6 separate regions of the Mus musculus genome follow, and regions 1, 2, 3, 5 and 6 are each linked to region 4. A link is a contact called in public Hi-C, HiChIP or PLAC-seq, Micro-C and promoter capture Hi-C data. All regions are on one chromosome and are shown on one strand. The core of a region is the stretch at or near the end of the contact, and the rest is flanking DNA. Distances in the headings are between cores, read along the strand shown. Region 1 overlaps Pdhx (pyruvate dehydrogenase complex, component X). Region 2 overlaps Pdhx (pyruvate dehydrogenase complex, component X). Region 3 holds the start of Ldlrad3 (low density lipoprotein receptor class A domain containing 3). Region 4 holds the start of Slc1a2 (solute carrier family 1 (glial high affinity glutamate transporter), member 2). Region 5 has its middle 44 kb from the start of Apip. Region 6 holds the start of Trim44 (tripartite motif-containing 44).

Region 1 (4,696 bases), core at 864-3,363, 400 kb before region 4:
ATCACAGGAGATTGATAATATGAATCATACAATGGCATCTGAGCCAAATGTAAAAATACAGGAGAGTCTATTTGAGAGAACTGATTTAATATTTGTCACAAATGGAGATGGGATTGTGGGAGCACTGTGTCCTTTTATTTCACCTCTCTGAAGTGCAATTCTATGTGGTAGATTAACATATGTGTGGTCATGACATGTTCTTTCTCATAATGCAAGGCTTGAGCTTTTTAATAACAGCAACATATTGAGACTTTTTAAAAAGCTGAGCTTTTAGATTGAGGCTGGCTTCTTATCTGTTTAGGAGTAAGAGTTTGTTGCCGTCCTAAACACATTTGTCTCTATGAGTTTAAAAAATAACTGTTGAGAGTTGCACTTGATAAGCATTCCTTAGCAGTTGTCTTCATTTGTTTAGTAAGCCATGAAAAGCAGTAATCAGCTCCATCACAATCCGAGATTTAAAAGCTCATTTTATTACTTGAAAATGTGTGTCGTGTATTAACTTCTGAACACGTGCCGAAAATTTTCATAACTACAAGAGTCCAATCATTGCAGTTTGGAATTGTACCATGTGTATGTGTGTTTGCTCTAAGTAGGCTCCCCTACGTCCACTTGATTTAATTAAGACTTTGATGGTCTCCTCATAGATAACAGTGTATTGAGGTGGTACAAAGACCTTTGCATCATTTCTACCTATCTAGAATCCTAATTCTTTTAGTGCACAAAGATTAGTTTGACTAAGAAAAACACTTTTAGAGCTGTTTTGTAGTTGTAGTTTATTTTAACTAGACTTCAGTTTGGAATTAAATGAGATTATTGGTGATAGTTAATGAAAGCCAGAGTAGACACGAGCGGAATGCCTCTGTTCTCCAGCCTCTTTGCTGATAACTTAGGAGTTAGGAGACCCATTGAATCTGTTTTCCCCTCATTTTTAAAATTAAAATTATTTACTTTATTTTGAATGTATAGAAGTTCTAACTGCATGTATGTCTGTGTACCACATTTATGCTTGTACCTCAGAGGCCAGAAGAGCTCCTCAATATTCTGGAACTAGAGTTACACATTGTTATAAGATATCATGTGAGTTTGGGACTCAAACCCTGGTCCTCTGGAAGAGCAGCAAGTGACGTACTAAGCTAGCTCACTAGCTCTCCAGCACATATTTATATCTGTTCTCTTGAGATAGCTTGAGATTAACTGCTCTCTAGTGCATTTGAAACACTCATCATCATTTGTAAAAGTGCTTTCTTAATGCTGCAGTTCTATATACCCGAGGTAAAGGTATATTAGGTATTTTGTTAGACTTATAAAATATATTCATGTGGAGTTGATACATCTGTGGTTGATCCGTCTGGTTTGTTGTGGTTGATCCCTAGGCTACCAGTAACCAGTAATTAATTGATGAGTTGCATTTAATGGACATTAAGGTACACAGAGACACAAAGTACCATAGCATAGTAGAAGCTAGCCTTAAGTTAGGCAGGAGGTCTGAACTACAGTCTTTTGATTGAAAATGTGAATGCTATACTAGGACATGTAGTTTAGACTCTCATTGTTGAGCCATTACAAGTGGCCATTCTACTTTTCTAGCTTTTTAAGACTGATGCCAACTGAAAGTCAGGTGACTAGAGATCAAATGAGTAGGTAGAGTCTAAACACTGATGGCTTGATTGGAATGGGGAATGCCTTAATATCCATGGACATCTGTGGGTGGACTTCTCAATCCAGCCCTGTATTTATTAGACTTTGGTCCTTTTGGTTGTGGGTGAGAGGTTGTGTGTGAATTGCTGCCTCAATCCTACAGAACCTTAGTGATTGGAACAGAAAGAATTGGACCTGCAGACCTTCCTTTGGAAGGAAATTGATTAGCACCCAGACCATGGAAGACCTGAGAAGACACACATTTTCCACTAACAAAAAAATTATTTTTTAAAGAAATGAAGACATTGTATAAGTGCTATTTCTGGTCTTTCAGAGAGAAGTGAAGAGCAGAGAGTTTTCCTGTGACTATTGTATACTTGAAAGGACTGAAAATGCCTTTATTATGAGGCCATAGGCATTTTCCACTTGAAACTACAGTAAACTCAGTTGGTTTCCAAAAGGAAATAAATATCTGACTTCCTTAAACGTGTGTGAGATGCTCTTGCTTTTAACCCTGTAACATTAACAAAGAGATGGCAAGCATAATGTGTCCTCCTCATGTTTGCAATGGGTGCAGCCTGTGCCACAGACCTCTGAGAGTCCTTTAGGACAAAGACATTCCATTGATGACTTCTGGGGATGGCATTTGTTGCTCTGGCATTCTGCCAGAATAACTTTTATATAAGTTGTAATGTAAAAGACTCACGCATTTCCAGTGAGGCCCTAAACAGTGAAGCCTCTTGGGAAGGATGCTGGATGGTTGTATAGTGTGCCCTTTAGGTACCTAAGGAGAAAGTAGTTTCTTAACTATGCTTTCCTGGAGGTCTCCTGAGTCAAGGGGATGTTTTTATAGCACCTATTGGGATCTAAGGTCTGCTTAACTCCTAGGTTTTCCTGCCCAATACAGTTGTACATTGAATAGCATAGGATTAGAAGTTAAGTTATTAGATCTGATCCTGATTGTTATGCTATAGGATATTAGAGCCCTATCTTGTTTTTGTTCTGTGTCTTTTAGCCATGAAAAGGGATCTGAAAGTATTCTAAATATTTAAGTTATTTAAGTATTAATGTTTTGTTTTTCCGTAGTCACTTCATTTCCAATTTGCAGTATACTTTTGGTGTGTCCTTTTTCAATAGATTGTGAGGGACATTGTATGTGTGTGTTAGTACATGAGTGTGTGTAGTATGAATGTATGTATAGTGTAGTATTTGTGTGTGTGTAATATTTGTGTTGGTATGTGAATGTGAGTATGTAGCATTTTTGTGTGCCTGTTTGGTTAATCTTTTCTGTTTTTAATTTCAGCGGATCCTATTAAGGTCCTAATGCCATCACTGTCTCCTACGATGGAGCAAGGGAACATTGTGAAATGGCTGAGAAAGGAAGGTGAGCAGCTGTGTTCCTGATGTTCTTCCCTGCTGGATGACTTGATCATTTGGTTCCTGTTGCACCATGTAGTTTACGTAATGCATGATAGGAAGGAAGCAGATGTGTTTCTTTGCTAGTTGGTGTAGATTTGTGTGAATAAACACTTACCATATTGGTATATCAGACTCTTTTCACTGTCACATAATGGTGAACTCTTCAAGGCTTTCCCTTCCAACTTTTAGTTCTTTTTTGTGGCTTTTAGGTTCAAAATCATTCTCATGCTGCTTAACTTAAAACCTTATTGTGTGTGTCTGTGTCTGCATATGTTCCTGGAGCCAGGAAAGTGCTTCCAATAGAAAGGACAAATAAATAAGAAAGAATATAAGGGGCACTCTTAAAAAAGAAACAACAGCAACAGCGGAGGACTGGCTTGCTACTTACTGGGCCCTAAGCCTCTACAGTTAAATCTGCGGTAGGTGCTTCAAAACACAGACTGGTGGAACTGAATAGAAAATGGAGCAGTAAATACTCATGGATGTTTTAAGTGTGAAAACACACAGTATTATATTCATTGTTTGTGTTGTGCCAAGACTAAATTATCAATAAGTCAGATACTGTATAAAAATAAAAACATTTGTCACAAGTACTAGGAAAAAGCTTGATAGATTCTTATATAGCTGACAGTGTAATGAATTCTCTGCCTCTCAGAATCTATAGTCAAGAAGGCAGTAAGTGTTAAATTTGATGAAAAAGTTTTCGTAGAGCTTGAGAAACTGCTCAGCAGTTAAGCGTACTGACTCTTCCAGGAGATCCGGGTTTGAGTCCCAGTACCCAGATGGTAGCTCACAACTGCCAGTAACTGCAGTTCTGGGGATCTAGCACTTTCTCCTGGCCACCATGGGCACTAGGCACACACGCTGTATACGTGCATATGTACATGTCAAACACGTACACATAAGACAAAGTAATAACGATAGTAATAAATTTATATAACAGAAAAGATGGCAAGCCAAATAAAAAGAATCTAGTGATAAACTGAAAAAAACAGTATTTGTAGCATGTACCATAAAGCATGACTGATTATTCCTAAAAAAATCAATATATGACAGGTAAGTTACGGAAAAAAGATTCGGAATGACTCTTCAATATAGAGGGAAAAGATATTTAATCTAAAAAACACTAGCAAACAAGTACTATTTATATAAAACATTGTGTTTCAATATCATGGACAGAAATGTAGACGTTTGACCAGTTGACTAATGGATGGAGTGGTGGAAGTGAGTGCTCTCAAAGACTCAGAGTGCAAAGTAGTCTAAATGTCCCAGTGATACACTGGTAAAAATAAGACAGAAAGCACCACTTGTGAGGCTGTTTATTGCCTGTTTAGCAGAAAATGGAGGCAGCCCAGATGCTGGTCAGCATGAGCTGGGTGCTGTTGGTTAACTTTTAAAACGTCTGTAACTATAAAGAAGTGAGCAGTATCTCCTGTTAATGTGGAGAGATGTTCAGTGAAAAATAGCAGGGTAGAGACAATGGTAGAGTAAAGAGGCCCAGGCCTCAGTAGCCAAGGGCTGTAGGTAGAGTCAGTGGGAGAGCACTTGCTTAGCAGGTGAAAGACCATGGAATCAGCACCCAGAAAGGGATAAGAGAAAAGCTTAAAAATGGCAGTGGTTGTAATGGAGAGGACAGAAT
Region 2 (4,526 bases), core at 1,643-4,142, 360 kb before region 4:
CCGTGCTGAAGCTGACGGAGGATGAAGAGGGGAACCCTCAACTGCAGCAGCACCAGCTTATAACGGTCACAATGTCAAGTGACAGCCGAGTGGTTGATGATGAACTAGCTACCAGGTTTCTTGAAACTTTCAAAGCAAACCTAGAGAATCCCATGCGACTTGGGTAGCCTTCAGAGACCAGGCGCTTGATTGGGTGTTCAGTATGGAGTAGATGAAGTGCGTATTTATTTAAGGCGAAAGCTTTGACCTGAGCTGTCTTCCTCTCCCCTGTACATGTACTGTAGAAATGTGTGATGACAAACGGACTAATAAAGAACATTTGGTTGGTCAGATCCACTTTTAACCTCTGGTGCTGTACAGAAGGCATTAAACTAATGTAAACTACATCCTATGTTTGGTTCATTTGAAATTTTGGAATAATTGTGAATGTATGATATTGTAAAATTAAAAAAATATATAGAACTGTCCCTTAATCATATTGACGTTATAACTGGGCTTCAAAGAGATGTCTGTCTATATTGGGGCCTCTCATTTTTTATAAGCTCTTGATATACTTGAACAATTTAATATGTACAGTTAGTTTGCTCTGGATTAGTATATAAGTACATTTTATTAGGGGTTGTGACAACATTATTAAACTTTTGTGTATATAAAGCCAGGTGTCTTAGCTAGATATATTTCCAGTCTTTTAACTTTGACACTGTGAAGCTCTAAGGATACAATAGGAATGAAGACAGAGGAAGAAAAACTAAAGAGTCGTTTGTTCAGAGACCTGACCTTATAAAGTTGGGGGAGCAGCTGGGTTTGTACCTATAACCTCAGCCTTTGAGAGAGATTGAGAAAGGAGGCCCGCTTTGAGGCTAGCTGGGCTACGCGGTGAGGCCCTGTCTCACAGAGGCAGGGAGAGTGTTTTACTGGAAAAGCTGCAGTTGATCTCAAATTGAGCAGCGAGCTTTCATGCTCAGTTGGAATCTAATGAAATAAATTCTCTTAGCATACATTGTAAATTTGTATTGTTTTAAATACAGTATTGTTTGCTGAAGCATTGTAATCAAGTTTGTATTGTACAGTCAAATGTAAGAAAATAAAAAAATTCTAGTCTACTTTGATATGACATGCAAAATAGAAGAGTGGCAAACAAGCTCACCATGGTGGTTTGCGCCTATAATCTTAGTACTTGGAAGACTAAGGCAGGGTTCCCATGAGTTCAAGACTAGCCAGAGCTACAGAGTGAGATCCTGTTTCACAAGAGAGGAGACCTAGGAAGGAGAACAGATGGGAAGTAGTGCTCATCTACTCCATCAGCTGAGCCAAATTGTCCCTCATTATCAGTAACATTAGAACTGCTTCTTTCTGTTGGCAGCTCTGGCAAGATAACGATATTTAAATGAGATGGTAATGAATGGTAATTTAATTCACCAGTTGCAGAAAGTTTCTCCTTAGTGTCAGTTGACATAAATCACCAGAAAAAAGACTCCATGGTACAAGTTGTATTGAGTATGACATGATGAACTATAGCCCTAACAAAGGAGCCTTCAGAAATAATTAGTGCCCCAGTATATCTCTTGTTAAGAAAAATATTTAATTCAGTTATTCGGTTTTAACAAGCCATTTTAAAATGGACTCTTCAAACTTTTGTCAGATTAACTTAAAATTATTACCAAGCACCGTTTTCAAAATAGCTTTTACACTTGCACTACTTTCAAGTTCAGTGTGGCTGAAATGTTTTTAATACTGTGTGAGTGTGTGTTGTGTGGATGTGGATATAGACACATGTTCCCAGGTGTGTAAGGCAGAAAACAACCTTGGATTCTTGCTTTCCACCTTGTTTGATGTATGATCTCTTGCTCACTGCTGTGTACACCAGGCTAGCTCCTGGTAATTGTCTTGTCTCTGCCTCCATCTGCCTGTAAGAACAGGTAGGGTCATGGTGTCTGTCTTTCAGGGTGTTAGGTTTGCATGACGAGTGCTTTTACCCACTGAACCCTCTCCTCAGCCCCCTTTTCTAATTTTGACATCTGAGGACTTGAACATGAGACAGCCATAAGTAGCTCTTTGCTTGCGCTCTGTCTTCTGTGGGCCGGTATCACTAGCAATAATGCCTCCATTTCCTGTAGCTACAAAGGAGGTTGGTCCCCATCCAGCTTGGACAGAGGCACTGTTTATCTGAAGCCATTTATTTCAGTTCGTGGGCAACACAAACCTAGTTGCCTCCCTCTCATGGTTTCTGTGATAGTTAATAAGCAGTGTAGAAGCTTTCCCCGTTTGATCAAAAATAATTCCTCTAGCATCTCTAGCAATTAGATTCCTGTAAGCAAATTGTCATTTATGGAAATAATCCTATTGCAGCATGAGGTCAAGGAATGATCTTGATTTGAAGGAGTGTGGATACATGGTGTGAGCCATGTGTGCATCAGCAAGACTGTCCACCACCACACTCTGTTTATAACAGGCAAATATACTGAGACAAGGAAAACAACCTAAGCATGAATTATGAGGGAAAAGCATCATTCATCTTAGTGTTTAACCATTAGTCATGGAAGTATTAATGAACAGTTACCTCTGTTAGTCAGAATGGGCTGGTTTCTTTAACTACACTTCCTACTTAGTAGCTAAAAATGAGTTTGTCCACTATTTTCTGTCACATTAAAAATGTCTGGGTGCTGCTGACCAGACTTGAATGAAACATTGCCAAGTAATTTATAAATACTGTTAAGAGTGTTCACATAATATCGAATGGAACTTTTTCTTTTTCTTTTGTTTTTTACTTATTTGCACTCTGAACCTACCTTTACCAGTAATTGTTTAAGCAAAACATAAGTTCTGGAAAAGAAGCCTTGTTTCCCTACTTTGAAAGGTAGGTGGTGCTATGAGTTAATATATTGTCATCCAAATAGAGAAACTGCATGGCTTTCGGTCTCAGCTTTCAAAGACATTCTGTTCTCATGACAAGGTTGTGTCATGATGGACGCGGGCTCCCTTCGCAAAGTGAAGAAATGAACTTATGCAGATTAAAAATTACACTTGAAACAAGTGCTATGAATGGGAAGCACTGGATTTTTAGAAGGGAGTAACAATACAGAAAGACTTTAAAATTAATCTGGCCATGATTCCAAGTGGGTTACAACAAAGGATGTGGGGCAGCAGGAAACAGCTGCAGGGTTTATACTAACTGAAGTATGACTGACTCTGGATCGCCATTACCTCAGGGCTTTTAATGAAGAAGGACAAGGAAGTGTGTCCTCCATGCCAGGCTGCTGTATGTGTGTTGTGAATGCAAGGTAGGCGTGTGCTTTCGAGACAGCGCCATAAGATGAGTGGAATTCCCTCCAGGACAGTTTCTGGAGGCTCACTATTGCCACTTGAAGAGGAGTGAGGTGCTTATATGTGATACAGCAAGTAGCATGGTTTCAGGACACATCTAAACTTGTAAATAAAAGAGTGATCGTCTCATAAAGACATTTTGAATAGTTCTGCATGGTTATTTGCCTTTCTGGCATCTGCATTGGTTTTGGAAGGAGGCAATTGGAACAAAGTAGTTTATCTTCTAAGTTATAGAACAATGAGGAGCCTCTTTAATTAAAAATAGTTTAGATAAACATATTTGGTGCCCACAGAGGCCAGAAAAGGCCATTGGATTGCCTGGAACTGGAGTTTCGGGCACTTGTGAGCAGCCATGTGAGTGCTGAGAACTGATCTTGGGACCTTTGCAAGAGCAGCTAACCACTGAACCATTTCTTAAGCACCCTTAATTGAAATTTGCTAAAGTCGTTTGCAGATGAACTTTGGAAAGTTACTGTTAGTTTGTGTCTTTGATCATATAGTTTATTTTCACAAATTAGAAGTCACTTCCCTGATTTTCCAACTCTGAGCCACCTTTTTCTTTCTGAGAAAGTGAGTATTGTCAATGCTCCTTGATTTAAACTATACCACCAAGGACATAAGTTTAAGGGAAATATAGGTTTCTGTTAAAAGTTGAGAGAACATTAGGACGATCAGTCAAGATTTTCTCATCTAAATGTATTTAAATTTTTTTCTTTATGAGATTCATAGTTATTCTTGTCACAGACAAGTAGATCTTTAAAGATTTGTCTGTTGTGGCCAAATGAGATACACATTAGTCAAGCCTTTATAAAGCATAAACTGGACACAAGGTTAAGTTTTTATGTGTATGTTACACTTAAACTTTGTATAGGGTCTCAATGTATGTAGCCCTGGTTATCCAGGAACTCCCTTTGTAGACCAGGCAGACCTCAAACTCAGATCTACCTACCTCTGCCTCCCTAGTGCTGGGATTAAAGGTGTGCACCACCACCTCTTGGCCCCACTTACTTTCTATCCGTGGCCCCTCAGTCCGCTTGGCAGAGAATACTACTTATCAGGAAGCTACAGGATAGAGCTTGGTAGATGATCACCCCTCCCAGTGCCTTAGCTTCTGCTCTGTGGGAACATCCTTTTCTAAGAATTCATTTAATCTGCATGCTTGCTCATCAGGAGGAGTATTTTCTGCCTAGTGTCAGCCTAGT
Region 3 (4,432 bases), core at 1,161-3,660, 470 kb after region 4:
AGATTGCTGTAGGCAAGTCTGTAGTGCCATTTTGCTTTTGATTACTTGATGTGGGTAGTCGATGCTGTGAGGTGTGGGTGTGTGGCATGCCACTTCCAGGCAAGTGGTCCTGAGCTGTAAAGAAGCTCTGAGCAAGCCACGAGGAGGAGGCAAGCACGAGCAGAGATCCACCAAGGCCTCTGCTTCAGCTCCTGCCCCTTCATGATGGGCTGTGATCAAGATGACCAAACGGAAGTAAATCTTTCCCTCCCTAAGCTGCTTTTCGTCATGAGATTTAACCCAGCAATAGAAACCTTTACTATACCCTGCACTCATAATGAATCCCTAAACTCCTAAGGAAAGAAAAAGTAGAAATATATCTATGACAAAACTGTGCAAGGGGTTATTCTCTTGATAAACTGCAGGTTACTGCCCCTACTCCTGTACTTGTTCTTTGGTTTCAGGACTGGCCACAGGTGTGAGAAATTACATTGTTAAGGGGACATACAACTTCATTCAAGGAGCAATATAAAATAAATAACAAATTTCGAGTCATACAAAGGGAAGGGTAAGGGGCTGGGGTGGAGAGATGGCTCATCAGATAAGAGCACTGACTGCTCTTTCAGAGGTCCTGAGATCAGTTCCCAGCAACCACATGTGGCTCCCTATCATCTGTAATGGGATCTGATGCCCTCTTCTGGTGTGTCTGAAGATATATATATACATATATACATATATATACATACACGCACATATATAGATATAATACAATATATATACACATGTATGTATGTATATATATATATATAAATATATAATTTTTTAAAAAGTGGAAGGTAAAATTTCTATCATTTTGGATAGTGCAAAATATTTGTTAACAGACATAAGACAATTTCTCTCCTGAAATCCTATGACTACATTAAATGTGAATTACAAGAAGTCATTTCCCAGCAGTGTTAGCTTGACAATTTAAACACATGTGTTTTCTCACTCTCTCTCCACACACACATGCACACACACTCTCTCTCTCTCTCACAATACACACATGCTTACACACATTCTCTCACACACACATACTTACACACACACTCACACACATACACTCGCACACCACACTACGCTCACATACCCACATGCATGCACCACACACACACACACACACACACACACTCAGCAACAGCTAAAGAATGACTTTAATTTCCAGCAGGGAAAACTCTCAGGCTCAGTGGCTTTGGGGAGTGGGAGCTGCAACCCAGAAATCTTTTCCTGGGAGTAGAATTGTATTAAACGCTGAAATTAACTTTTGTTTATTGAGCATTTCCATGATCATAGCTCAGATCCAGTGGCCACATCATCTTTGAAGCTGCAGATAAGTTCTGTGTCTTATGGTCTTCTGAACTGGGCTTGTTCACGGTGGTAAGTAACGATGTGTGGCTGTTGAGAATGTTTTCCCTTCCTTCCTTCCTTTCTTTTCTTTTTTTTTTTTTCTTTTTTTTGAGCCTCAGAGACTTCATTTGTGTCACAGAAACATTACTGTCTGTCTTCAGAGGTTGTTGTAAAGGTAAAGTGTGACCATGAGAGTGCCATGCCTGAAGCAGACTAGTGCCATCCTCCTGCAGCTTTCTGGAGGATGCTAAGTGAGATTCAGCTGTTCTGGTCAGTGTTTGCTGTAATGCCATGAATAGTAATGTTATCGCCTTGTAACAAAAGACTTTTTGGTGAAAGCAATAACCCAGTGAATGCACTCAGTCTTTTGGTTAGTAACCTAGATGCAGCTTAGAGGAGCACATGGACTTAAGGCAATCATGGCTTCCTCTGGGGCTGGGGGCTCATTTGAAGGTCTAACCAGAGAAGGTCAATTGCTCTCAACTGCTAAGTCATTTCCTCAGCTCCATGATAATAGGCTTTCCTTAAAAAACAGTGTATAATGCCCAAACAATGGAAAATGCATAAAGTTTTGGGGATTTAAAACTCTCCTCAGTGTTCTTAGATCTCAGGATGAAATGTCTTCTCTGCTCCTCCAGTGGCTCCAGGAACTACCATCCTGAGAATCACCCCCCCCAGTTTATTAGAAATGCAGACCTGTTGAGTGGAAGTGAGCTTTATAACGGGGTCGCCAAGCCTGCCTGATACATTTTGGAGTTTGAGAAGCAACGGTCGTATTTCACTGTCAACAATGAAAAAAAGTTTTCTCCTAAGAACCGGTTCTTCAAACTTTTTTCTTCCATCTAGGCTCTGGGGAGATGGTGACTCTCTCATCCCCGCAGGATGCAGGAAGAAAGGGAAACCGGCCGAGAGAAGAGCCGGGGCAGTTAAGAATTCCTCGCAATTTGACCCCTGAGGCAGCAAAAACTGGATCCGCCGGACCTTTGTAACCTGGACCGTGGAGGAGAGCTCAGGCGGCCACATTCAACTGTGAGCGTGCAGAACTTGGCTGAGCTCTCTGGCCTGGGAGGGCGGGGGCGTGGCTGGGCCGGCGAGAGGGCGTGGCCGGCGCCGAGAGGCGGGGTCTGACCGAGGCCGCGGGGCAGCAACGTCGCTGGGCAGCGGAGCGGCGGCCGCGCCATGTGGCTGCTGGGGCCGCTGTGCCTGCTGCTGAGCAGCACTGCGGGTGAGTGGGGGGCGCGTGACGCGCTTCACCGAGCGCCGGGCGCGGGGGCTGCCTCGATCGTCCCTGCTCCGCGCGCGGGCCTGGGCTGCGGGCGTGGGTGTGCGCGAAGGGCGGACCTCGGCGCCGGGCTGGCCGGGACCCCGCGAGGGGCCGCGGCGGGGCGCGCGCCGCGCTATTGTGTGGGCCGGCGCACCGGGTGCTGTTGTCGTGTGTGTGCGCGGGCGGAGCTTTGTGCGGCGCCGGCTCCCTAGAGCCGGGCGGCCGCCCGGATTGGGCGTAGTTCGAGTGTGGCTCTGTGTGCTGGGAACCGAGGAGGGAAAGGAGAGGACTCCACTCTTGATTTCGGGTCTTCCCGGATTCCCTCAGCCTTTAACATACACTTTTCTGCCTCAGTTTCCCATCTACGCTCTCCCCGCATCTGCATCCCAGCTTCCTTTCTCTTCTTCCCTGGACCGTGTCTGGTTTGGGAATAGCGAGATGCAGTAGGGAATGGACATGGAAATCATTCGTTCATCCTGGGAGCAGATCTTTTACTTCTGTCGTCTGTCGAAGATGCCTTAACCTTCAGGGAGCAGGGAAGGAAAAGAGGACCGGGGCTTCCTCTAACGGCCGTTGGTCCCTGCATCTCAGAGCGCGTGCATCCTGAGACCCGCAGGGTCCCTCCCAGACAGAGTGCTGTTCCCAGGAACTTTTCTGCTGATGTGGGCACGCTCCGAATTCCAGCTTGGAGCCCTTCCCCTCTGCCTCTGCCCGCTGGCCACAGCTGTCAGCAGCCCCTCCACAGCTCTGCCCGCCCTTGGCCCCTGATGCTTATTTCTGGGCAGCTGATGCTCACAGAACTTTCTTTACTGAAGATTTCATGCTCTGTGGCCGTATCATTCACACGTCTAATTTATGTCGGATTTTTCCAAATACTTCCAGAAAACTTGGCTGCTGCGTTGTGTTTGTTGTGAGGGAAGTCAAAACCTTTCTGAGCTACCCCTTGCAGATGTCCAGCAACCCTCCCTTCCTAGAAGTTGCAAGTCCTGTGCATCCTCTCAAATGACTGGCCAGCGGGACCTCCCCCTCCCCCATCATCCCCACTCCTCTGAGACTCCATTTAAATGTCTTGTGGGCTTGCTCAGTTTCCAGTGAGGGGTTAGGCTCCTGTGGCTGCTGTAGGTTTTTTTTAAAACCAAGACTGAGGGTTTGTGTTCTGTTTGTCTGGAGTTATGGGGATTGGGGGGAGGGGGTTGTGGAGAAGGAAGGGAGGGCAAAGTGAATTAGGCAGCTATAAGCAGGTGCAAGTTATTTGGAGGTTGTTAGAGCAGGCTCAGTTCCAGGGCATCTCAGACATGAAGATCTGCCCGGATTCACACATTTAATTCACATAGCAATGGCATGTCCCTTGGTAACACCCCAGCTGGCTCCTCTGTGTGTTCTCTGCTTAGGACCAGTGGACACTAATTATCACATCTTCTTGTTGTACTGGGTCGCATGAGTTGAGTTCACAAAAAATTATATGTTTCTCCCTTTCAGCAATGGTTATTTAATATGCCTGTGGACGTATACCATAGAGCAAGGAAGTGCAGTAGTCACCGTGAGCCATAGTTGGGGTAGGGGAGGGACCGCCAGTGTTCCTTGGCTGAAGTTAGCTGTGGCTTTGGATTACTGAACTTGCTTTAGGACCTTTAGGTGGCTTGAAGCCTTTCCCTGTTACACTAAGGATCATCTTTTAAGTGTGAACTATGTCTTGAACCAAGTGTTGTAGGAAACAAGGGTTGGTTGTTGAGCCAACATCTCCCTTCCTAGTCCTCAATCCTTCCCTGAGAAGTTGCTAATACCAGAGAGGTTGTAGAGCCC
Region 4 (4,566 bases), core at 1,988-4,487:
GTAAGATGGCAAAGATCAAACGCAGAAGCTATGAAAGTATTCTAAAAAGGCCACTTGCTGGATATATATATATAAAGATTTCCAAAAAAGCCAACAATAGGCACCATCCAGGGCTCACACTTTCATTACTGACAACTGACATTTCCAGATGATACCCCAAAGCTATGCCAAATCCCAGAATCATCCTGGAAAGATAACATTTTGTTGTACACAGTTTTGAGCTTTCAAGTCTATTTCACTGGCTCGCTTACTTCATGCAGCTATTGAAAGAAGTGAATGTAAAAATATACAAATGAGCTTTGAAAAGAGTGCTAAAGAACTGTATCCGTTGCCTCTAATAATTCGACAAAAAAAGGAGTAATTAGCATATGCTGTTGGTGGCAACGTGAACACCAGATGAACAGTCCCCAGATCGATTGGTTTAATATACCACCCCATTACCCCAGCATCCCGGAGCTGAGCTGAGCTGAATGTCTATAAACCGAAAGCATGTAATTACATTGCTATTTCTGTATCCTTATAAGCAATGTATATTTCAGAAAAAAAAAAACAGCTTTAATATTGTTAGAAGACAAAGGCTGACAAAAGAGACCATCCTGGAGATGCTTCCTGGGTTTCTGTTACAAGGTGCATTACCCAAAGATATCAGAAGGGGCCAACAGATCTCACCAACTCAGGAGAACAATTTAGTACTAAAAGTCTCCACTGAGACAGCCTTCAGAAAGCCCTCTCCAAGGCTATTTCTGCCTCTTTATCTCGACCAGAGAGCCCAGCAGGTCCATTCTACTGAACAGAGACTCTGCAAAGGCTTCTGGGAGAAAAGAAGGGTTTCCAGAATGTTTCCAGCTGACTGATGACTGCCCCTAAATAATATATTTTTCTACATTTGTTTCCGGTTTTTAGATTTTTTTTTCCAATTCTTTCATCTCTTAAATACAAGTTCCTTTGACAATCATTTCCTAACCTTGCACAATGCACAAAGGTGGCACTAGCTGGACTAGTAATGGTTTCAGTCCTGAAAATCGCACCTGCTTTACTCTGAATGTCAAACCATTTGGCAGCCATGGATGGAGTTTGGGGGTGTTTGTTGTCCTCTCTTTTCCCCTCTGGCCACCAGAATCGACAATAAGTTGGTTGCAGCATTTGGAAGACAATATTTTTCAAAGATGTTTTCCAACTGAGACTCTAAAGGCAGAAATAATTCAGGAAGGGTCCTGTAGATAGCCTGAAATACCTTTATACCCATTCTAAGATGAAAGCCTTTAAAACCAAACACAGAAGTGTGCTGATGTTAAGTCATGTGGGCTCCTAATATGTAATTCTAGAGATATGTTTGAGCACATGATACTGCCTTCCTTGCACACAAGCACCAAAGTAGAGCACCTTTTCTGATAAGTAACCACTCCAAAGGTCCACACTGGTAAATAAGCAATGTGAAGAAATTTTATGTCAGACAAGATGCGAGGCATGTTTGGAAAGATTCGTGGGATGAGAGAAATAGATGAATAGGTTCTTTCTCTTGGATGAAGATGGGCAGATTTAGACGTATTTTCTTTGTCTGAGGTTGGAATCTCGATGTCTGGCTTTAAACACCATCTTTCCACTCACCACCCACCACCTCACCGAAAGTTGGCGGAGTTTGATTTCTATTAAACATGCCCCCAGAAAATGCCAGAACCAAGGACTCGAGTATACAGTCCCGAGAAGACCCTCATACTTGCTTTTGAGGTCACATGTAGGTTCACCGATCTCTCCAAAGCAGCTAGTGCCATTTGTGAAGTAGCCCAAAAGCTGGGGTCCCTAGTTATTATTTTTATTCTGTTCTAGGCTCCGGGAAGCCTGAGAAGTGCATTTGGGAGACAGGACCAGGATACCTTGGAATGAGTATTCAAGGGACTTGTGCATCCCCCATACTCTCCCCTTGCTAAATACAGTTGTCCTACCACAGAAATGATCATCATGCCAACTGCAGCCTCAAGAGGCGAGGGGCGCCTCCAAGGCCACAGGCAAAATAAAAATGCCAGTGATAGTCCAGATAGTTTGGAAACTCTTGCTCCAAGCTACAGGTTTCCTTCCCTCCTCTCGGGAAGCACCCAAATCTCTTCCACTCTTCCTTGCAGCTCGCCAGGGAAATTCTAATATCCAAAGGCAAAGACCTCTTGGGCTGGGGTCTTGCCATCATCACCCCACACACACACACACACACACACACACACACACACACACACACACCCGTGCGCGCCCAAAGCTAGCATTCAAGGCTGTGCGCTTCTCTTCGCCCCGCCCCGGCTCTGATCCTGGCTCATTCATTCCAACTGGTCCCCTCCTTGCAGCCCAGGCAGTGTTTCCTGCAGGCTCCGTGGACAATTCTTTATTGTCTTTAAATCTCTGAAGTAACCTCCACGGTTTCTTTTCACACTTTTTCACCCCTTTCCGTTAAATCCTCCCGGTCCTCAAAAGACAGCTAGTCTACCAAAGAAACCAGACCCCTTTCCCACCACCTCCAGCGCTCTGCTAGGGTTTCAGGGGTCCAGGGTCACAGTTCTCTGTCCCCATCTGGGATAGGGCAGCACCACCCCGCGCGCGGCTCCCTCTTCCCCATGGGCACCCAGAAAAGCTCTCACCCCTCTGTTGATGCCATGGCGTGGGGAACGCCCCCTCCTCCCGGGCACGGTCTGGAGACGGTGGCGGCGAGCTGGGTGAGCCCGGAGTGCGGCGGAGAGCGGTATTTAACGGGCAGCCTCTCTCCGCCCTCGCACCCCCCTCCTGGGTAAGCCCTTTAGCGCCTCGGCGCGCGCGGGAGGCTGCTGCGGGCGCTAATCCACGTCCCGGCTTTCCACCGCGCGCGGTCCCGTGAGCGGCTCGCGGCCAGCGCTCCGAGGGGCGCTGCGGGGATCCTGCACCGGCTGCTGCGAGGTCGCGCTGGCCGCAGGGCTGCAGGAACACACTCCCCGCTTCCCAGCAGCCACCTGTGTGTGTGCGTGTCTGTGTGCTTCGCCGCGGGGCAGACCGGTACCAGGAGTGGCCGGCACCGAGCGGGATGGGGAAGACCGGGAGTGCGAGTGCGGGGGAGTGTGTGCGTGCGTGCGCGTGTGCTGGTGTGTGCGCGCCGGGGGAGGCGGTAGAGGCCGCTGCGCCCTGGCTCGGCGCCGGCCGAAGAGGGATTGCAAGGTTTAGCCCAGCCGGAGCTGGGGATTTGCAGGCGATCCCTCTCTATTTTTGTCCAGAGCTGACATCACCCGCGCCGCAGCCTGGGGCGACTTCTTTAACTGTCGCCCCTGCCCCCCATCTTTAGACGTTGTCCCTTTTCTGTTGTCCCTCCCCCACCAGCCTCCAGTCATAAATTAGAAAAAAAAAAAAAAAAAAAAAAAGGCACCGCCGGTAGTCCGGGAAGGCTTTGGAAAGCCAGTGGCAGGATCCCAGGGTCTAAGGAGTCGCTATTGTTTCCTCTCGAGTCTGAGTGGCCCTGGGTCACCCTGTGCTGGGCCAAGCGCTGAGACCCGGGATGCCCCTCCGTCCCCAATCCTTGGAGAAGCCTTGGCACTCCCCATCACTCCCTGGACATCTGCTCGGGCTCACATCACACAGGCCGGCACACCCACCCACATCCTACCACTTCTGAGAGTAGAAGTCCCACTGAATCTGAGCTGCAGAAACACTCAGGTGACCGGAAGGAAACGCGACCCAGCTGCGGGTCCTTCTTTACCCGGGCCCGAATAAATCCCGGACATTCAATCATTCGTCTAGATTAATATTAATGTGGTTCCCCGAGGGCGAGCAGGGTGTGAGGGATGCCATAATTTCTCTCTCTCTCTCTCCCTCTCTCTCTCTCTCTCTCTCTCTCTCTCTCTCTCTCTCTCTCTCTCTCACACACACACACACACACACACACACACACACACACACACACACACGCCAGGGCCAAGGGCTGGAGACGCATCTCCTTCACCCACCCAGGGCTCAGTTCTCAGCAGGCCTCTGAGCGTGGGGGGAGGCGTGCAAAGACAGATGGGCTTCTGCCTTCTGCGAGGGAGAGTCCAAGCCTCCTGCCCAGCTTTGCATAATAATGACAAGTTCTGCTCAGCTTTTATTATCTCGAGGACTGGGACACACCAGACACCTACAGGTCCTCCACCTGCTGACCCCGTGGCCACCTAAAAGGCAAAACCTTCTTTTCCTCTGCTGGACATTGGGACTCAAACCTATCACCTCTGCAGGGCCCAGATAAGAATTAAACAGACTCTACTGAGAGGTTTAAAAGTGTAAACAAAGATGTCAAAAGGTGTGAGCAGGTCACTTGGGACCTGCTAGGCTCCTCTGAGCAGCATCTCAGAACTCCAGCATTCTAGTTTCTTTTCTCCTTCTTTTCCCCTCCAGGATTCTAGCCCAGAGGCTTTCTCATCCATGCTCCACATCTTCGCTTCTTTGCATGCGTGGCAAACTGGAGGGGTCACCTTCGTTCTCAATAAGTAACTGAATGAACTGCATTCAAAACCTGTTCTGTTAAACCAGCTGTGGTGCTGTATGCTTGGAATGCCGGTGCCTAGCAGGCTGGGGTAGGATGTT
Region 5 (5,029 bases), core at 1,693-4,192, 460 kb before region 4:
TCTTGACATGGTCCAGAACCTGGAGTTTAAACCTCTGGGAGAGTGGTTTCTGCTTCTAATGCTTGAAACTCTGAAAATAAGTTCTTTGGAAAGGAATGCTGAAACCTTCGCATAAGGTCACGTGATACTTGACACAGAAATACTTTTCACAGATGTCTGAGTATAAGCTATTGACAACAACTGATGGGAGCTACATCCAGCCAGTCATCTTCTGTTTTCTGAGAGCCCACTCCCAATGCTGTTTTGAAGATTCTAGAGTTTTTAAATGCGGTGAGGTGGTTCCATTTTTCTGCCTTCCTTTCTTGTAGCATTTTGAAAAGTTCAGGTTAACAAATGTCAACAAAAAAAGAAGGGATCTGGAGACAAGGCAGTTTGGAGTGACTAAGCTTCATTAGATTTCCGGGTTACAGAATTTCTCAGGCCTTTTAATTTAATGGGTTACTTAAGGCTGCAAATCTCTAGCAAAGAAATTAAGTTCACAATGTTTCCCCAAGAATCTGAACATGGAACCAATGTGTAAAACAAATGCTTTAGAAAAACTAGCCTTCTAGTGAACTGCTCATGGGAGGGCTCACTGGTTCGGGAGTAGTTTGAGATTATTCTGGGATGTCATCCATGTGTTGCCTTCCCAGCAGCTGGAGAATTACGCTGCTGAGTGAGTTGAGGTGGCATCTACTAAATACACTGCCCTTCCCTTTCATTACTTCCTTCCTGGATGATCCCAGAAAAGACAGTGGCTTCACTGTAAAGAGTATACTGTTACCACTCTGAGGTACTAACCGGTTATTTGTGGGCTTAATAGACCAACAATCAAGAGACCCATCTTTGGGCCATCCTCTAAGTCGTAAGGCAGCATGAAGAATTGTGTTAATGAGATACGATAATGATGCCTTAAAATGTTGCTTAGTCATGGCTGGCAATATGCCTGCACAGCAGGCAAAGGCGATTGCAGGATAGGCTGACAAGTGGAGTTTGATCCCCAGCACTCACACAGTGCAAGGAAGGAACCAAAGAGGTGACTCTCGAAAGTTATTCTCTGACCTCCCTATGTTTGTCATGGTCCTTGGCCATGCCCACAACCCTACTCCATAATCCATAATAAGTGAATTAAAAAATTAAGTAAGTGTCAACTAAATATTTAAAAATAAAGCAAGATGTTGTTTAGAGGGACATTTGAAGAGTAAAACACAGTACCTCCCGTATTTCTAAGCTTGTGGCCCATCAGCATCTGGGAGCTGAGAGCCTGGAAAGTGATAGAGATGTCCCAGTTAAGCTGTCAGACCTTTGATTACATGCCTCCTCCTCCTCGAAGATGACTTTTATAATTATCCTATTGCAAACCAGCTGCCTGTCATCCTCTGTGCCATAATCAGACTTTACACATTTTAGAATGTATCACCATCCAACATGATTCTTTTGTTGGTTTTTGTCTGTCTTCCCCACTGGAATTTTAGTCTGTGTAGTCAGAGCTTTGTATCTTTTTTGTATTTACATCTAGAACAGTGCATACAACATACAGGTCCTTGGTAAAGTATTTTATACAGGGGAGAAATAAGTGTATGATCTCAGGACATTCTAAACGCCCTGTGAACAAAGTCCTATTATTATCTCCATTTGGTAGGCCCCGAAGAGGCCAAGTCACTTGCTCAAGGACATAATGCTCAATTAGGAACACAGTGTTAATTAGGTTCCTTTTGAGTTAGCAAATCTTCCAGTAAAGAGAGACACAGCCTTGGCCCAGATTCTGGAATTGTCTGGGAAGGCAGAGAGAATGAGACAGCAACAGAGAGGCCAGGGCTGTTTGCAAATCCTGTGGGACATCATCCGAGCATTCACAGAAAGCCTTGCAGGGCAGGCAGAATTGGCTAGGGTGGAACGCCTTTGTTAAAGGAAGCCCTGCTATAGCTGCTGACATTTGAATTGTTAATATTACAGTGTTTATAATCATTCTTTTTCCTCCCCCTTGCCAGGTACCTGTTTTCCTTTGTCTCATTGGGTCTGTGTGGTTTTGCTCCCTGAGTCGATAATGATTTACTGAGCTTCCACACCAAGGTAAGCCAGAAGGCAAGACCCAAGACCCAAGCGCAACATTTATTGTCTCTTAATTTTTGAGGCTGTGTGTGTGTGTGTGTGTGTGTGTGTGTGTGTGTGTGTGTGTGTATGTGTGTCTGTGTGTGTGTGTGTGTCTGTGTGTGTGTCTGGGTCTGTGTGTGTGAGTGTGTGTGTGAGTGTGTGTGTGAGTGTGTGTGTGTGTCTGTGTGTGTGTGTGAGTGTGTGTGTGTGTGTGTCTGTGTGTGTGTGTGTGTGTGTGTGTGTGTGTGTGTGTGTGTGTGTGTATGATTGATTTGGTTTTGTTTGGGGACTGTAGGAGGAGGACTGGATTCAGGAATAGCTATGAAGTTCCACCCATCCCATCTCTCTGGACCTGGGTGACCACCAGAAAAAGAAAGTAATTCCTTTGTCTTTCTCTTGATTCAAGCCAAGTACTTGTTGTGTTCCACACAGTATCCCAGGACATGGTGGTGGTGGTGGTGGTGGTGGTGGTGGTGGTGGGGTGAGCTTTCTGGAGAGGCCCCTCTGGTCTCACCCAGCTACTCCTTTATTTACACATTGGTTAGGTGAAGTACACCCACTCTGATTATGAAATGCTATTCATTGTTTTTAGTGAGTTGCTGTTTAGGTGTGGGCAAGAAGTCTTCATTCTGAGGGCATTGAAAGGATTTCACAGCAATGTCAGTCTTATAGATGTGCACTTAAGTAAAACCACTGGCTTGAGAATGCTCACAATTGATGAGGTAAATAATTGAAGAAGAGGCTGGGTTTCATTATCCAAATCACAAGACATTGACTGTGAGCTAAACTCCTGCCAGCCCTTACACAGTCCTCACAGATAATGGCTTAATCACGACGAGTAGGTTCCGGGGCTGCAGAACAGAGCACGCCTGTCCTTTACATGCCACTGGGAAACAGAAACTAAAGATCGGGAAAAAGGCAGCTTTCCCAGTCTCTAGTCATTGGAAGCTTGGCTTGGTTTCAGGGCTGGAATTCTGGTTTTCCCCCCAAATCTCCCTAGCACTGGGTTATGCAAATCTTAGGTGTAGCAAGAATTGGGCATGAAATCAGTTGCAGGTTTTAGACTGTTTGCGGCTTACCTGTGACTTAATAGAACATACAAATGCTTTCTTTTTGCCTGGGCTGTTTTCCTCATTTCTCTGGAAAGAGAGTACAAGCATGGCTTTGGGTTTGCAAATTTATAGAACTCCAGGGAACATCATACAAATGGGTGCCCTTAAAGGTGGGCAAAATACCTACCTGATTCTCTCATCATAGCAATATATGCATATGTTCCTACCAAAACTGATGATATGTCCAAGTCTGATATTCCATGTGGATATTCTCTTCCAAGAACCTGAGAAGTGACTTTTTCAACCCTGGTGCCAAAGATACTGATAATGACAAGCAATGTCTCACCCAGTGATAAAAGGAGGAGAAAGAGAAGTTTCTAAGTGACTTTGAAATGTTTGAATATTTATCTTGTAGAAGATGTGAGAACTAGCTTTCTGGTCATATATGTGTTATGTTTTATATATAATACTATTTGAGATATTATATTTAATATATTTATATGTGTTGTTGTTATTTGAAACAGAGTCTTGCTATGTAGCCCAGACAGGCCTTGAATTCAGAATCTTCCTTCTCAGCCTCTCCATTGCTGGGATGACAGGCATTCACTACTGTGAATTTTACCCAGCTAGAAAAAAGTATTTTAGATCCCAGCCTTGGTGTCTGGAGTTGAGCTGAAATGAGGGCATGGTGTTCTTGGCAAGTGATGAGAACAGGTAATGTGTCCCCTACACTCTCCAGCCTAAATAGGTTTGTTTGTTCTTGTAACAGGCCTTTACTTATAAAGACAGCTGGTTCCCTTAAGAAGTATGTATCCAACTAATCCTCCACATAGATTCTTGCCTTCAGCAAAGACAATGAGTTTGCCATATTCAGCGTAAAACTTGATTGCACTTGCCTCCAGGCCTTTGAGGAGTCTGGCTGCCTCCTTACCTGTGATCATGGCTCTGCGGGCCGAGTGTCTCTGTGAAAACTCAAGAGCATTTCAAGACCCAAAGAGGAAAGGAAACAAAGAAATGCTTAGTTTTCATTGAACATTGTGATATATGAACTTCAAATATGAAGGGACACAGCTACAGGTTATAACATCAACTTCATTAGTTATTAAATTTAATATTCACAAACAACCCATTATAGTTAAAAACAATTTGTGGATGCATTTTTTTAATTTAAAATTTCTCATGGGTGCCTAGTGATTGCTGAAAGAAGTCATTAGCTAATTATCAAATAATTAAAGTAATTTCATATTTAGAAATATAATTACATAAAAATTGTAAACAATTATGAATCAAAGGAGTTACTATCATAAGAATCATTTCAAAAGCCAAGGTAGAAAATATTTTGTACCAGAGTTACATTGTATGTGGGTGCACATTTCAGTCTGTTTGGTAAGACTGTGAGTGAAGTGGCCTAAGATCCAGGAATCTCCAAGGAGCCCCTGCTGGGAGTTATTTTCTCCTTCTGGAATACTCTTAGTGATTCTGCCATCTCCATTCTTTCTCTACCTTATATCTGTAATAAAAACCTGCCCATGAACCTCTTTTTAATTCTACTCTACTTATCTTCCTCTGGATTTTCTTAACAATTCAACACAGACTTTGTATTTGCTTATGTTAGAGACAACATACATTCCTTTGTTGTTGTTTTGGAGACTTTTCTTAAATCTGTTTTACATATTTATGTTAATCTTTTAACTAAAATGGGGGCCTTAGAAATTCCTTTCTAAAACAATTATTTATTTATTGAACAGAACTGTTCTGTGTTAGGTGCTGTAGTTTGACCCTGTGTTCTAAAACATCCAAGGACTAGAGGGACAGCTAAACCAGGTCCCACTGCCTCTCGGAGGGCAACGCTGTTGCTGAGCCTGCCACTGACCGAGCTCTTTATGGGCACATTTTTGTGTGTC
Region 6 (5,153 bases), core at 603-3,102, 260 kb after region 4:
TAACCAAGCAGCTAACACTGCTCATAGATCCACTAATGCAGGAGTCTGGGTTGTCATTGGTCAATTTCTTTTTCCAGAATGGGGCATCAATCCCTGTTTTGAGTGAAGACATAGAAGTCATTTCCTGAGAAATAAGTGGATGGAAAACAGAGATGTGCACAGGATCGGAACAAAACAAATTATTTTTTCCAGCATTCTATAGAATTGTTCTGAGGTTAAAAAGAAAAACAAACAAACAAAACTCTTAATTTTCTAAAAAAATATATTTAACAAAAGCTGCACAGAGATTAAATGTACATTAAGAGACATCAAACATTATTTAAAATGTCAATTAATCTACATTCCTTGATGTTTTTGTGGAGATCTGGAAATCCTAGCACTCTTATTTAAAGAAATCAGACCATTCATCTCTTTCTCCTTCCCTTCTCCCCACCCCCACTCCTCTCAAAGATAGAATCTATGTTTCCTTGGCTGTCTTGGAACCCCTAAGTCGAAGGTACTAGCCTCCAACTAAGAGACCCACTGGTCTCTGCCTCGCAAGTGCTTGAGAGTGTGCATCACATGCCTAGCTATTTTCCATTCTGTAATCCACTTTCCTCTGCCCCACTAGAGCAAAATGTCCTCCTTTCTCTCTCAAATACATTTTTTTTTCTGTTACTGGAGAGACAACCATAGATGGTAGAGAAGGGGATGGCTACATTACCAGCAGCCCACCAAAAATGTCTTATGTTTAAGGTATGAAATGACCTTTGAAGTGTCATTGTCAGCATTATAAATTATGCTAAAATTAATAAAGCTTACTGATCACTTCTGTACAGACTCCTTTACATTTAATCCACAAATCCCCACGAAGGAGATATTGCTATTATTTCTATTTTACAGAGTTTGGTGTTTTTTGTTTGTTTGTTGTTGTTGTCTTTGGGGGGGGGTGGTTTTTAAAACAGAAAGATGAAGTAATTTGTCCATGATTACCAAACCTAAGTGGTGGCCTTAGGATTTGGGGACTCTAGTGGATAAAGTTCTAAAATCAGGCTTTGAAAACACCACAAGAAGATCTAGCACGGTCTGGGGCACTTTAACATTGTTTAATGTGTATCAACCGCTTTCCTTTCTCTTGGTGTCGGCTTGGAATCTAGAGTGACCAGTTAGTGACTGGGAGTTGGCATCTCACTTCAAAACTATGATCCCCCTCACCTCCCTTCACCTGACACAGCTATTACTCAGAGATTCTGAACCCCTAGGAGGCCGGGATGCAAATAGACTTTGCAAACACACAAGGCACAGTATTGCTTTGGATCAAAAATGTTGCGTGTTTGCTCAGTCAGACTGAGACCTCAGTAGCCTAGAAGAACACACACAGCCCTTTTGGGGGCTTTATGGAAATCCCAGGCGGGCAGGTTCGGTGTGATAAAGAGCCTTGGGGCCTTGGCCCCTTGAAAATCCGGGGGCTGTGATGGGGCGGGGACAGTGTCTCCAGAGTGACATAAGTCCGCAGGGACCGCAGGCTAGTGGTTTTCGGTCAGGTTGACACCTCCAGGGAGGGCGTGGGAGAGGCGGGGCCCGTCGCCCTGCTCTGCGAGGAGAGATTGCGCTCGAGCTTCTCCTTCCGGGGGGGATGCTCAGCCCCGCGGGAAAACGCAGAAAAGGGTCCTTGCCGCTTTAAGTGACTCAGGAAGTGAAAGGAGGCCGCTGACGGCGTGGGTAAAGTGGAACCGGGGCGGCGTGGGCCCGCGGCGGCCGCGATCTTGCCGGGCAACGGAGGCCGGGTTGCGCGGCGCAGGGGCCGACGGGGCGCAGGCTGCCGCGCCGGAAGTGGCGCGCGAGGGACGGGGCGCGGGCGCGGCGCGCGGCGAAGAGACCGAGCGGGCGCCAGGCCCAGCGCTGACGGCTGGCCGGGCCCTCAGGCCTCAGCAGCTGCAGACGCGGCGCGGCGCAGCGCAGCGGCGCGGCCCAGGCGGGGCGGCCGGCCAGACCCCGGGGGTAAGCGGGCCTGCGTGAGGAAGGCGCTCCGCGCTGAAGGCGGAGAGCACGCCAGCCGCTAGGCCTCGGCCTCGTCCCTGCAGCCACATGGCCTCCGGAGTGGGCGCGGCCTGCGAGGAGCTGCCTCCCGACGGCACGTGTGACGAGTGCGAACCCGACGAGGCGCCCGGGGCGGAGGAGGTGTGCCGCGACTGCGGCTTCTGCTACTGCCGCCGCCACGCCGACGCGCATCGCCAGAAGTTCCTCAGCCACCGCCTGGCTGCCTACGTCCATGGCGCCCAGGCCTGGACTCCGCCGGCCAGCGGGGGAGACGACGCGCTCCCCGAAGACGGCGAGGCCAAAGGGGAGGCCGAGGGGGAGGTAGAGAGCGAGGTCGGGGAAGAAGAGAGCGAGACGGAGGTAGACAGTGAGTCGGAAGAAGAGAGCGAGACCGAGGAAGACAGTGAGGATGAGAGTGACGAGGAGAGTGAAGAAGACAGCGAGGAAGAGATGGAGGATGAGCAGGAGAGCGAGGCGGAGGAAGACAACCAAGAAGGGGAATCAGAGGCAGAAGGAGAAACTGAGGCAGAAAGCGAATTTGACCCCGAAATAGAGATGGAAGCGGAGAGAGTGGCCAAGAGGAAGTGTCCAGACCATGGGCTGGATTTGAGCACCTATTGTCAGGAAGATAGGCAGCTCATCTGTGTCCTGTGTCCAGTCATTGGGGCTCACCGGGGCCACCAGCTGTCCACGCTGGACGAAGCCTTCGAAGAACTGAGAGTGAGTATCGGGCATTCAGACATGTCTAAGGGGAACAGGATCCCCGATTTCAGATAGCCTAGCTGTGACCACATTCATTTTCATGTATCAACAAGACGAGTCGCCATGTTGGAAGCCGTGCCTAGTCTACCATTTTGGTTGAAATTGTCAAGTTGTCAGTTCTCATCTGTGAACATACAAGAACACAGAAAATCTTGAGTATAGTTTCTGACAGTTTGCAAATTACTTCTCCCTGGAATTCAGATAGGCCATTCCTTGAGAACTGTGACGCCATTTAGGCCCATTTCTATACATGATCACCGTTGTTAGGATAAGTGTTTTGACTTAGGGCTCTTGCTATGGTAACTCAGCCCACTTGGAAAACATGAGAAAGAAACGGTGATTTTGACAAAACCAAGGAGCTGGTTCCTCTAGTAGAAGACTCGGAAAGTGGCGGTACAGGTGTTGTGGTGTGTGTCTTGAGTTGTCTTAGGTTCCTTGTTGTTTGAGACTTGGTAGGAAACAAGTATAGCTGGTAGGCTACATTGGTGTGGAGATGGAGGCTTTTATGTTCACTGGCTAGATTTGGATGTATTCAGCTTGGCCCTGTTTTTGTCAGCATTAGACATCTAGTAAATATTGATTGCATTTGGGTTGCCTTCTATGTATACAGCGATGGCTAACATTGATAGAACAGCTTTTCTGTGTTCATTAAGTAATAAGTGTTTGGTAAACGTCTGTTATGGCTTTTGTTTCCCTATGCAGTCTTACAACTGCTGGCCTCAAAATAACTACTATTTTGATAATGAAAATACTGTGTATTAATATTTCCTTTATTCCTACTTTTATTATGAGAAGTACACATGCAGAAGTGTACAAAATATATAGCTTAACAAATAATCACAGAGCAAATACTCCTGAGACCTCCACCCAGACCAGAAATCATTATTAGTACTTATTATTACTAATTGTATTATTAGTAATTAATAGAGGTATTACTGACTACTATTATTAGTAATATTGACATTTCATAACTCCAGTTATAACTGTGTTTTGGTAGCCATTTTCTTGACCTTTGGACTAACAGTTTTCTTGGTTATCTTTGTGTTTACAGCATTTGTATGCATCTCTAAACTTGAATTGACATTACGGTTTTTACATTATTGACACGCAGTGTTTTGAGTTTGTTTGTTTTTCTTTTTTTAAAGACATTTGTGCAATTCATTCATTGACTGCCTGTGATTTATTTTTCATTGGTGTATTGAATTCCATTTTATAGATATGCCAAAAATCACTGTGTACATGAAATCTGACTTGTTTTCAGCTTCTGGAATTTCTTGCTTTTATAAATAGTTACTTAGCAAGGTGGCTCATACCTATAATTCCAGCATTCCACAGGTGAGTGCAGTAGGATCAGAGTTCAGGGTCAATCTCAGTTCTCTAGCGAGTTTGAAGTCAGCCTATCATGTGAGGTTCCTTTCTCAAAAACAAAGTGGCAAACCCCTCAAATAATAGCTCAGGTGTAAGTATTCTTGGTCATGCTTCCTGATACCCATTTTTCTATATTTAACTGGAAATAGTACCGAATGTTAAACCATCTGCTTTCCAAGTGGTTGTTCTTGTCTGCATGATTATAAAGACACTTCTTGTCCTGAGTATTCACCACCACTTGGTATTAATAATATTTTTAATTTTTCTTACTGTGCTAATTATATAATATGGTATATTGTGGTTTTAATTGCATTCCTTTGGTTTCTAAGTATCTTTTGTATTTCCTCTTTTGTAAAGTACTATCAGGTCAAGTGAGCAGACTCAGAGTTAGATTATCTTTTTTTCTCACTAACTTATAGGAATATGTGTGTATTCTGGTTTTTTGTTTTTGTTTGTTTGTTTGTTTGTTTGTTTGTTTTTTCTGAGACAGGGTTTCTCTGTGTAGCCCTGGAACTCACTTTGTAGACCAGGCTGGCCTCGAACTCAGAAATCCGCCTGCCTGTGCCTCCCGAGTGCTAGGAGTAAAGGTGTGTGCCTGGCTGTGTATTCTGTTTCTTTAGTGTTTGTATCTATTTTTATTATCTTCTATTTCATGGATTTTCTTTTCCTTTCCCAGTATATTAGTAGTACCATGAAATACTGGCTGCTACACAGTAGGTCAGTAGGTCAGGAAGTATATTTATCAGAAGTTGATAAAGTAAAAGAGGTGGTTTGGTATCTAGTCTCTCTTAAGAGGTTCTGTGGAAAGATCCTTCAAGGTCTCACTCAGCCTTGGGAGTTCCACTAAAGCCCCAACTTGAGAATATTTTGTTGTTCATCTGGGATGACAGCTTCACTTTCATGTACTTCTTCCTGTTGGCTGCTTGAATATCTTTAACTTGGGGCTAAACTGTTGGATGAGGAATGAGCACTGATACTCATAGACCTCTCTGAGTTGAAGACAT

The links. Promoter capture Hi-C pulls out the DNA fragments that hold promoters and counts their contacts. Hi-C and Micro-C count contacts between places; a contact is called where the count stands out from the background. HiChIP or PLAC-seq counts read pairs in DNA pulled down with a chosen protein or histone mark.
Region 1: a contact with region 4 is called in a Hi-C map of bone marrow-derived macrophages, with 20 read pairs. The contact joins the enhancer-like site here to the promoter of Slc1a2 in region 4. A contact is called at or near these places in 11 of 39 promoter capture datasets (3T3-L1-derived adipocytes, the C10 cell line, cranial neural crest and 7 more), 1 of 15 datasets of contacts at CTCF or cohesin (CD8 T cells), 14 of 484 Hi-C or Micro-C datasets (CD4 T cells, DN2 thymocytes, the G1E-ER4 cell line and 11 more), 9 of 115 datasets of contacts at active chromatin or transcription factors (VIP interneurons, bone marrow-derived macrophages, embryonic basal ganglia and 6 more) and 3 of 9 other capture datasets (adipose tissue, liver and pancreatic islet).
Region 2: a contact with region 4 is called in an H3K4me3 HiChIP or PLAC-seq map of bone marrow-derived macrophages, with 5 times the contacts expected there. The contact joins the enhancer-like site here to the promoter of Slc1a2 in region 4. A contact is called at or near these places in 20 of 39 promoter capture datasets (the 3T3-L1 cell line, 3T3-L1-derived adipocytes, the C10 cell line and 13 more), 1 of 484 Hi-C or Micro-C datasets (bone marrow-derived macrophages), 12 of 115 datasets of contacts at active chromatin or transcription factors (bone marrow-derived macrophages, craniofacial prominence, embryonic basal ganglia and 8 more) and 4 of 9 other capture datasets (adipose tissue, embryonic stem cells, liver and 1 more).
Region 3: a Micro-C map of embryonic stem cells shows a contact between it and region 4, with 2.5 times the contacts expected there. The contact joins the promoter of Ldlrad3 here to the promoter of Slc1a2 in region 4. A contact is called at or near these places in 4 of 39 promoter capture datasets (the SN4741 cell line, cranial neural crest, hippocampal neurons and 1 more) and 1 of 484 Hi-C or Micro-C datasets (embryonic stem cells).
Region 5: a contact with region 4 is called in a promoter capture Hi-C map of pre-B cells, with 5 times the contacts expected there. The contact joins the enhancer-like site here to the promoter of Slc1a2 in region 4. A contact is called at or near these places in 11 of 39 promoter capture datasets (the C10 cell line, the HPC-7 cell line, cranial neural crest and 6 more), 1 of 484 Hi-C or Micro-C datasets (bone marrow-derived macrophages), 3 of 115 datasets of contacts at active chromatin or transcription factors (SST interneurons, bone marrow-derived macrophages and stem cell-derived neural progenitor cells) and 1 of 9 other capture datasets (liver).
Region 6: a contact with region 4 is called in a Hi-C map of cerebral cortex, with 2.2 times the contacts expected there. The contact joins the promoter of Trim44 here to the promoter of Slc1a2 in region 4. A contact is called at or near these places in 3 of 39 promoter capture datasets (the 3T3-L1 cell line, embryonic stem cells and hippocampal neurons), 2 of 484 Hi-C or Micro-C datasets (cerebral cortex and embryonic stem cells) and 1 of 115 datasets of contacts at active chromatin or transcription factors (pancreatic cancer cells).

Annotation. Positions count from the first base shown.
Region 1 is chr2:103,056,823-103,061,518 of GRCm38.p6, reverse strand. It overlaps Pdhx (pyruvate dehydrogenase complex, component X), which reads left to right. Exons shown (of 11, transcript NM_175094.5): 2 at 2,942-3,022. Among named protein-coding and RNA genes, the nearest start is that of Pdhx, 14 kb to the left of the region's middle. Within about 2 kb of position 2,113, at least 11 of the 459 cell types and tissues checked have an H3K27ac peak or open chromatin away from gene starts, as enhancers often do. A contact at or near this core is called in bone marrow-derived macrophages, where this site is marked.
Region 2 is chr2:103,017,652-103,022,177 of GRCm38.p6, reverse strand. It overlaps Pdhx (pyruvate dehydrogenase complex, component X), which reads left to right. Exons shown (of 11, transcript NM_175094.5): 11 at 1-1,123. The coding sequence ends at 167. Among named protein-coding and RNA genes, the nearest start is that of Pdhx, 54 kb to the left of the region's middle. Within about 2 kb of position 2,892, at least 38 of the 459 cell types and tissues checked have an H3K27ac peak or open chromatin away from gene starts, as enhancers often do. A contact at or near this core is called in the HPC-7 cell line, bone marrow-derived macrophages, embryonic basal ganglia and 1 more, where this site is marked.
Region 3 is chr2:102,184,438-102,188,869 of GRCm38.p6, reverse strand. It overlaps Ldlrad3 (low density lipoprotein receptor class A domain containing 3), which reads left to right and starts at 2,410. Exons shown (of 6, transcript NM_178886.3): 1 at 2,410-2,590. The coding sequence starts at 2,545.
Region 4 is chr2:102,657,360-102,661,925 of GRCm38.p6, reverse strand. Slc1a2 (solute carrier family 1 (glial high affinity glutamate transporter), member 2) reads right to left here and starts at 3,237. Exons shown (of 11, transcript NM_001077514.4): 1 at 2,625-3,237. The coding sequence starts at 2,641. It overlaps LOC115489466 (a long non-coding RNA gene), which reads right to left and starts at 2,618. Exons shown (of 2, transcript XR_003953884.1): 1 at 1-2,618.
Region 5 is chr2:103,115,269-103,120,297 of GRCm38.p6, reverse strand. No RefSeq gene overlaps it. Among named protein-coding and RNA genes, the nearest start is that of Apip, 44 kb to the right of the region's middle. Within about 2 kb of position 2,942, at least 22 of the 459 cell types and tissues checked have an H3K27ac peak or open chromatin away from gene starts, as enhancers often do.
Region 6 is chr2:102,397,599-102,402,751 of GRCm38.p6, reverse strand. It overlaps Trim44 (tripartite motif-containing 44), which reads left to right and starts at 1,852. Exons shown (of 5, transcript NM_020267.2): 1 at 1,852-2,739. The coding sequence starts at 2,068.